Linked DNA regions of Zea mays: region 2 is linked to region 1. Evidence: chromatin contacts called from public Hi-C data. All regions are on one chromosome and are shown on one strand. Each heading gives the region's core, a stretch centred on a gene start, on an enhancer-like site or on the middle of the called end of the contact. The rest is flanking DNA. Distances are from core to core; before and after follow the strand shown. Region 1 holds the start of LOC103639027. Region 2 holds the start of LOC100285823 (pre-mRNA-splicing factor PRP17).

Region 1 (4,711 bases), core at 741-3,240:
TTAACCATTGTGTCATGGAGTAAGTTCTGATTAATGTATAATTGTATACCAATGCAAAAACGAATGAAGAAAATTAACAATCCCCCAAAGAATAAAATCAATCAATAAAAAAACTTCGAGACATTGACAAAGGGCCAGGGGGCGCAAGAAACATCAATCAATAAAGAAGAGAACGGAGACAAGCAACACGAAAACTTTCTAGCATTTATTCATGGATGAGATGCAAGGCTGCTAAAAGGTAACATGTCATCGGCATTAGTGTAGATAGAAAGGCAAAGGCTCATCAGTCATCCCACGATGATGACATGTTATTCATGTGTATTGTATACACATCCAAGTCTGTTGTTGGGTTAAATTACCAAACCTCATATGACACATCACTGAACATGCTGATCAGTGCTTTATGTTTTCTATTGTGTAAGAAGGTTGTTACATAAATACTAGGTATGCAGTTATGCCAGTGAACTGTGTGTAGGAAGTTATGAAGACATCTATTTTCTGGTAGGAAATATATAGATAAAACAGACAGGCGGTTATACAATAAAGATGATATGGAACTGTTCTAAGGATAAATTGCATCCTTTGAAGCACACACAATAGTTCCAAATCCAACCATCACAGGACAACTTAGTATTAGATGTAATGTTGATAAGTGAACTTAGTGTGCCAATTAAAAGATGAATTGGAAATCAGTATCCGTGCCTTACTCTTCATCGGGCATGTAAGGGCCTCCATCAAAGTGATCACCAAGAAATAAGACCACATCAGGTTTGAATGGCAGTATGGTGGACTGGAAGGACCTTCTCATGTTCAAATCCGTGTAAAACTCAGCAGCTTGGAGAGCAACTGAGCTTGATGGAAGACCAAGGGAGGTGCTATCCATAAGCTGCAAAGGAAGACCTTTTCAGGAAGGAGCAACATATTCAAGATAATCGCTGCATACTATTGCAGGTTTAACAGCAAAATTACACAGAATAATGCTAGAAGGGGAACTCGCCTGTGGGTCAGCAACAACAGCAACCTTGACATGGTTATTCTGTTCAAGAAAAGTTAAAGGGGGGGAATATGATTGTAAGATATAAGATAACATTGACATCGTGGAAAATCGTTACTTGATGGTCGACTGAAATTCGGTTTTAAGGAAATAACATGCTCGTGAAAGATAACAAAGTTTTCATGCAAATTCCTGAGTTACTAGTCCACTGAAAACTATCATCCCCAACCCATCTTACTACTGTGTGCCCAATGAATTGCATAGGACTAGCCATAAAGAGTCCAGCATGATTTATGACGAAGGCAATAAAACACGGGTAAGCAATGCCGACAACCTTGTTTGCCTCGGTGAGATCGAAATGTGTGCTAAGCAAAGCATGAGTAACTGCTGGGAACGGAACCCTAGCTTAATCGACGCGGTGCTAGTTTTTGGATCCAGAACAACGAGTTAGAATCCTGAGAAAACACATCTACCAAAAAAACCCGCACGGCCGCATCGCCTCCCAAATCAGCGTAGCCACGTACTCACCGGCGGCGAGGAGGACGACGAGGGCCACGAGCATGCGAGGTAGGAGACCCAGTAGGCGCCCATCTCGCCGTACAGCAGCGCGGCCGCCCACGCCGCGCACAGTAGCAGCGTCAGCCGCGTGGCGCTCTGCATCTCCGCCTCGCCCGCTCTCAACCCCCCTGGTCGGCCGGCAGGGCGGGGTGGCCGCCGCGTGCAGCGGCTGGATCCCGGCAGTTGGAGTGGCGTCTCGCCGGGGGTGCTGAATGCAAGCAAAGGTTTGGCCGTTTGGGTTTGCCGAGTGGGATCTACGATCCAGTGATCCCTTCCAGACCGCCGCAGCGGAGGAGGCGAGCCAGGGCAAGGTCGGGTCGACGGTCAGCGGCTCAGCGCCGGACCCGAGTCGAGTTGAGGCTCCACTCCGTACCGCCGTCCACGTGTGATCAACCAGATCCAGGCCTCCAGGGCGCTCGAATGTGTCTAGCGCCAAATGGAACTTCACTGGAAGTCTGGAAACATAATACAAAATCAATTAGTAACGTGATAAGAGTATCCCAACAAAGTGACTAAAAAAGTGCCCTAGAAATTAAAATACTACAGTATTTAAGATATGTTTAGAAGCAACCTAGTTTTTAAAAATCTAGTTTCTATTTTCTAAACTGGTTTTATGGTGTGTGAAACACCTCGGTTTTTTAGCCAGTGCCTAGCCTTTTGGTTTTTTTTTAAAACTAGGAATCTAGTTTTTATAAACTAGAACATAAACTGGTATGTTTGCAATCACATTTATAAATCAGTTTCCTAAAAACGAGATACTTCCAAACATCCTTTAAAGCGTTTAACACCACTTAAAGTGATTGGTGTTTGATGATCATCACAACCAATATGGACTAACTAGTTTGCCTAATTGATTGATTCACAGGTGCATAAGTCCATCCATCTTAATTCTAAGTCGACTGTCCGGAATAACGTAGATTATTCCAAACATGTGAGCTTTTTGAGAATTCACTTGTGTGCGGACCGTCCGGGTCCTTCTGGTGGACCGTCCGCAACACCTCGATGCACTTCGGACAGAAACAATGTTGAAAATCACATTTCTACTACGGATTGTCTAAAGGAGAGAAGAGCACCGTGGGCCAAAAGCGATCGTCCGATCCTCTGACGCGAACCATCCGCCCGTTGAACACCAGAAAAACTATAGGTGCCAGTTTTGGTAAAATTCATTTTTAGCGTCCTCGCGGCATGGTCGGACCGTCCGTGACTGCTTATCTAACATCTGACGACACATTAATGCACGCATAACCGTTGATATAGCTGTTGATGCTGACCGTTGCGATTTCAGGTGTTGATGTGCGGGGCGGACTGTCCGAGCCAGGAGCGCGGGCCGTCCGCGTGTGGCAGAAAGTTGGCAATAGCTAGTAAGTGGTTGGTGGCTATAAATACAACCACCTTCATTCATAACATCCAAGCATTTCATTCATCCACATTCAATACAAGAGCAAGCACACCACTCCAAGACACATTCCAAGCTCCCAAACTCCTCCAAGTATTATAATTGTGACTAGTTATCATAAGTAATTAGTGCCTTGGAAAGTCTAGAGAGAGTGTGATCTTTTGTCTTCTCATGTTGCTCTTGTTGTTTGGCTTTGTCGGTCGTGTTTTTTTATCTCCTTCTAAACTCTCAAGTGACTTGTAAAGCTAGCAGGAGACACCTAATTGTGTGATGATCCTTATGGGGTCCAAGTGACCCTCGAGATTAAGGAGAAGCATTTAATCGGTCTAAGTAACCGTTTGAGAGAGAGAAATGGTTGAAAAAGACCTAGCCTACGTGACCTCCTCAATGGTGAAAGTGTAAAAGTTGTTGCAACCTTAAGATCAATCGTTGAAGGGTCAGGTTCTCGTATGTGCATACGTGGACAGGATGCATACGATATGCCCTCGTCATATTAGACCGGGTATTCATACTCGTAGGCGGGCTATCTGTATTCCCCCTTGCTCCCTAATCTTTCCACTACTCACTGCATGGCTCCTATTCCACCATGACACTCCTTGATTTTATTGAGCTTATTTATCCCGTTTACGTCCTCATTATATGAAGGGTGAATGAGACCTGATAAAAATCCTTATCAAGCTTATCAAGTACTAATTGAAGCATAATTATATCATCGTTCATGTCTAGTCGCCTATTTGGCCCTTCATTTTTTAAGAGCTACTAGCTACACGAGGGGAAAATGAGAGAGGTGGGGATGAGAGATGGGCCAGATAATGAGGGCAATATGTGCGGCAAACCAATCAATTTAACCTAATCCTATGGACATTTGTCATCGTTTTTACACTAAATATCCAAGATACCAAGTCAAATTTGGCAGTCTGTCCGGTGCACTTCTTTAGAGAACTCGAAAACATCCACTTTTATAGAAAACCATGAAATGAGAGATAAAGTTTTAAAACATCAAAACAATTTCTTTATTACAAGGTTATAGAAACAGAGTTATTATAAGTTTACTAATTAAGGCTAGTTTAGAAACTTAAACCCCTCTGTGATTCTCGGAGATTGAGTGGAAAAATGAGTTATTTTCCCACTCAATCCTCAGGAATCTTGGAGGATATTTAAGTTTCCAAACTAACTCTTAGCAGGTTTACGCACGTAAGATGAGATAGTCATAGACAAGAGATCAGAGTTATATCAAATTTTAAAAATATATCCAAATGCATGTTTAAGCATTTAGAATGAAGCGAAGGATACATCAATTTATTATTCAAAGTGGGGCTTAGAATTATAAAACTTTTTTATTTATTGGAATAACGTTGAAATTTAGGGCTAGTTTGGAAACTATATTTTTCAAGAAATTTTCTATTTTACTAAGAAAAAATGAACTAATTTCTCTTAAGAAATCAAAAATTTCTTGGAAAATTGTGATTCCCAAACTAGCCCTTATAGACATTATGATTGGAGCGGTAAAGGAATTTCTCGTTAAGGCCATTCGACACAGGAGTCAGCTCCAGTCTCCATCCGAATTTATGTAAAAACAATATGAATTATTTTTTAACGCAACTATTTACAGAGTCAGAGCAGACTTTAGCGCGTCCGGTGACTCCGTCGGCGAGGCGTCACACTCACGGACTCACCTAATCGCAAACCCGTCAGCCCTTCTAGAAATCAACTAACGGAAAGGTTTGTCCTCGTAAATCGATAAAGCACGGGGGGCTTTCTTT
Region 2 (4,711 bases), core at 891-3,390, 220 kb before region 1:
TTTGTGACTAACTAAAGCAACTCTTGTGCAAATAAAACTAATATAGTATAGATCAAATCAAACATTTACAAAAGATTATATTCACCACAACCTGTAATATGAAACAAAACAAAATGTCCTAGTTTGTTCATAAAAATCTTAGCACAACATTTGCAAGGGCGCCATGCATGTGATTAAGTTAGTAAAAGCTTAATTCTCTGAATGCATTGTGAGCCTGAGAGTTTCTATAAGTATTCAACAGAAAAGACTCCTCTTAGCAAGAAAACCTCTGCTAGATCACAAAGCAATTAAAAGCAGTGGTTCCAATTAAAAGGAGCACGCGTGGTTGTGTGATCAACTTACCAGTATTTAATTACACCATCCCATCCACAGGTTGCAACCTTGCTAGTTTCCAACGGATGCCACTCACATCCAATGCAAACCCCGTTGTGACACTTCAAAGTCTTGAATCTCCTGCAGCTTTTCCAGTCCCAGAACCAGCAGCTACCCTCGCCATCACCAGACATCACAAACCTCCCATCAGGTGAGAAGTTCACCTGACAAGCATAACCTGCCACAATGTGGCCAGCAAATCTCTTCTTCTTATTAAGCTGAAACCTCTCCTTGGTGCTGTATATCAGTATCTGATTGTCCAAACTCTGTGCTGCCAGCCAATTGGAGTTGGGATGCAGTGACATCGATGGCATTGAATGCATGTGCGGCTCACTGATGTACTTAATCACCACAGGGATGCCAAACTCCCACACACGAAGAGACTTGTCATCACTTGAGGTCACAAATCTCCTGTTGTTATCCACAAAAGTTATGGTGTTCACAGCCCCTAAATGCTGATCATACTCTTGTGTAATCTGCCCTGACTTCATATCCCATTGCACAATCTTCTTATCGCTCATTCCGGCAAGGAGAATATGCTGCTTATCCTCATCAGGATTGAGCTTCACAACATATGGGACCTTCCCAGTTGAAAAGGTCGAGATCACCTGCCCTGTCTCAGTATCCCAGTACTGTATATTCCTGTCATACCCAGCGCTCAAGAACTTAGTCCCGTCATTGGAGAATGATATATCCCTTACCGCCTTTGAGTGCCCCATATAGGTACGCATACATGTCCGTGACCCAAGAACATCCCAGATCTTAATCTTGCAATCCATACTCGCAGAGAGCAGCAAATGTCCATACTTCGGGAAAAACCTGATAGCTGAGACCCCCTTGGTGTGACCGACCCACTCGTGCACACACCTCTTGGGGATGTAGCAGTGGTCGTTTGTGGCCTTGGCATCCTTGGGCGGCGTGATCCAGGAGCGTCCTTGGTAGTCCTTCTCCTCCTTGCCGTGGAAGGTGGTCTTGACCACAACCTCTGTCCTCTCGCTCTTCCCTTCGAGGCGGGCCTCCTTCTCGGCCTTCTTGGCAGCGTGCGCCTCCGCATACTGCTTCTGCTCGTCAGTGAGCTCCGCGGGAGGCGCTTCCTTCTTCCCAGCCCAGGGACTCTGCTTGTTGTGGAGGATCCATTCCTCGGAGGCGGGGTTCTTTGCCTCCGGGGGGGCTAGCTCCGCCTCGTTGTCCGCCTTGGCCAGGAGGCGACGGCGCTTGTGCTCGGAAGGGGCGAGGTTGTAGACAGTGTCGGGCTCAGGCGCCTGGGGCTGGGCGTCGCCGACGATGTGGAGGCCAGACGGGTCGGCGGCGTAGCCAAACCGATGGAAGGTGTTGTACTGCTCGTCGAATAGGAATGGCAGGACAGCGGCGTCCTCAACGTGGCCGAGCTTGTGGTTGCGGTTGCCGGAGGCGGACGAGATCGGGGCGTGGGGGTGCTGGGGCCCGAGGATGGGAGCCCAGAGCTGGTCAGCAGTTGGGTTGAAGGCGACGAGGTGGAGCGAAGGGTCGAGTGGGCGGGCGGCGGACGCCGCGGAGGAGAGTGCGAGCGCGGTGTCATCGACGGCGGGGGCGGCGGACTTGGACGGAAGGCGGAGCGGCGAGGAGTCCGGCGAGGACGCGGCCGCCGAAGCCTCCGGAGACGACGCGTCGTCCGGCGCGTAAGAGGACTGGAGGAGATCCATGACGGCGGATCTAGGGTTAGGGTTTCTGCGGCAATGACGAGGCCGCCGCGACTGTTCGCGATCGCGAAGACGAGAGCGCACGAGCTGGGCCGCTCCAAGGTGCGATGGGCCGGTTGTATAACATATCAAGCTGAAGTGCTAACGGCCTAACTTTCTATGCCCCGTTTGTTTGAGCCAACTTCTATAAAAATCGTTTCGGTAAAAACCGTTTAAATCGATATAAAATCAAAATCGAACGAGTCGCCACGATAATAGAAATCTGCCGTCTTCTAGATCCTGAACCCTTTAGACCATTTTATCTTCCTCTGCACGTAAACCCCACGATAATTAAATTCTCCCATAGCCAAATTCTTAGAAAAACTAGTCAAAAAAAAACTGAACCAAATACACCCCTAGTCTCTTCTCCTAAAAAGGACTTCCTGCTTTATATTTTAAGTTACTATATTTATATAAAATTGTATTACACTTCCTTCATAAATATAAGGACAGTATTTCTCTTTAGGGCCTGTTCGTTTTCATCTCAATCCATGTGGATTAGATGGGATGGTGAGTTTAAATGCATCGCAAGTTAAAATCTCTACTTTTTTTCAATCTCATCTAATCCATGCGGTGTAGTAATAACCGAATAGAGCCTTAAAGAGTTCGACGCAGACAATAATTGGCAAATATATTTACAAAATCATTAGATATGAGGATCTTTGTTAAGATAAATAGTGAACTTAACATATTAGATGATGGTAACATCTTATAAATTGCCATATTGTATAAGATTGCATACCATGATGTATATATTAATGTGCTTGCCTAACTTGTTGAGACAATGGCCAATGAGAGTTTATGATGATTATGATGGTGTTTTGAGCAGATGTGCTTGAAGGAAAAGAAGAATGAAGTGTTCATAAGAAGGGAACATATGGGTGCTTTTGAAGAAGCCCTCTAAAGGCAAGAGGACGGACAAAAGTCTCGTGAGGCTCACCCAGGTTAGGTAGAAGGGCGTTAGGGAAAGAACATGGACGAGCAAGCATCTATTTAAATTTTCTACAGTGTGGCAAGACTAGTACATGTTTTACATGTTGTCTTGGGTGTTTAGGACTAGGTTTTAAGTCATGCACGAATGTTGATGTGGTGCAGGTCAAGCGTGTAACACCCAAAAGGTGGTGATCTTCGGACTGTTGCTCCCGCCCGAACTCCCCTGCGTATATGTACCGACCCCTCGCTTCGTCGTTCCAGCATCCAGACCCAAAACCACTTTGCAAAGAACTCCCCTGCGTATATGTAGCGGTTAGTTTGGGGCACCAGAGCATGTTGGTGCCGCCTCCGGCATGTTCGCCGTCGTGTGGCGCGTGACGGCGTCGCCTGGCGTCGTCAGGAGGGAAGAGGCACAACTGTAGCTGTCGGATCAACGATGAACGGTGTAGATTACAAGCTAAGATACCCCCTTCGAGTATTTGAAGCTTAACCGTCGATCAGAAATCCGAAACTCCAGGTTCGAAGAAGGCGTGGGCTTCGGACGACCGTCGATCCGAGATCTAACAGGTAGGATAGGTACATGTTCAAGGGATTGAGTAGTCTAATCTATGCCGCATATTTTAAATCTAATGGTTCACATGATACGATACCCCTTCGGCCGCCACATTTATAAAAGAGACCCACGGGTTTTTAGGATTTAACCCGTCGTCCACCTAATTCAATAGCAATAATAGCTAAACCCTGGAATTTTCAAAAAAAGCTAATGAGGAATATTTCACAAATAGGTCCCTAGAATTTTCAAAAAAGCTACTGAGAAATATTTTAAAGCATAAAATTTATATCAAAGTACAACCAAACTTGGATAATCCATATCTTGTGCATTTTGGCTCCGATTTGGTCCGTTCAAGTTGCGTTCGCTTCGTAATAGAATTGTTTATGCGGAAAAAATTTTATTTATATCATGCCACATGCTTTTATAATTAGATATTTATTTAACTTATGTTAGTTGATTAGTTATTCTAGTCAAAGTTAATCTGACTATAATTATAGTTTGACTATGATAAGATCTCTACTCAAGTTATAACTCAGATTAAAATAGAAATATTCGTTTCCTGGAATATCTCTTCTGCTCTATTTGGATGTCGATATTGGAGGTTATATAATTGAATTGTGTTGAATACCAAATCAACCATGGTATTGAAATGATATGCAATTCCAATTCTATTGTTTGGATGTCACTGAATTGGAGTTTGTAATTGTGCGGTCTGATTCCATACAATACAGAGGTGTGATACTCCGAATTGGGAGAGTGAGTTTCTAGTTTTAGTTCAATTCCAGGGAATTGGGTCTCTGATTCCAAATCTCAATTCCATGTGCGGCCAAACAACAGAATTCAGTAAGGCTGATTCTAATTCCCAATCCTGTGCTCCAATATCAGAGTATTCATGATTTATATTAATCAACATAGAATATGATTTTATCGTTTAATCACCTAAAACTTCAGAAAACAATTTATTTTCAACTGTTGCTCCGATTTTAGTGGTTCTCGAACCTACGATCTCATAGCGACGCCTAGAATACTATTACGCTATTTGTTCTTATGTTTGGTGTAATGTGATTTTTACCTATTTCTTGTCTATATGTATATATAATATTGTGATAGAAAGACGAGGTTACAAGGAACCTAA

Evidence for each region. A called contact is a pair of places that touch in the nucleus more often than the background predicts.
Region 2: a Hi-C map of leaf shows a contact between it and region 1, with 4 times the contacts expected there. The contact joins the promoter of LOC100285823 here to the promoter of LOC103639027 in region 1. A contact is called at or near these places in 10 of 25 Hi-C or Micro-C datasets (bundle sheath, ear, endosperm and 4 more) and 1 of 3 datasets of contacts at active chromatin or transcription factors (leaf).

Annotation. Positions count from the first base shown.
Region 1 is chr9:127,306,245-127,310,955 of Zm-B73-REFERENCE-NAM-5.0, reverse strand. It overlaps LOC103639027, which reads right to left and starts at 1,990. Exons shown (of 14, transcript XM_008661807.3): 1 at 1,523-1,990; 2 at 998-1,036; 3 at 708-886. The coding sequence starts at 1,654. LOC103639026 (protein WEAK CHLOROPLAST MOVEMENT UNDER BLUE LIGHT 1) reads left to right here and starts at 4,516. Exons shown (of 3, transcript XM_008661804.4): 1 at 4,516-4,711.
Region 2 is chr9:127,524,476-127,529,186 of Zm-B73-REFERENCE-NAM-5.0, reverse strand. LOC100285823 (pre-mRNA-splicing factor PRP17) reads right to left here and starts at 2,140. Exons shown (of 2, transcript NM_001367338.1): 1 at 343-2,140. The coding sequence starts at 2,054.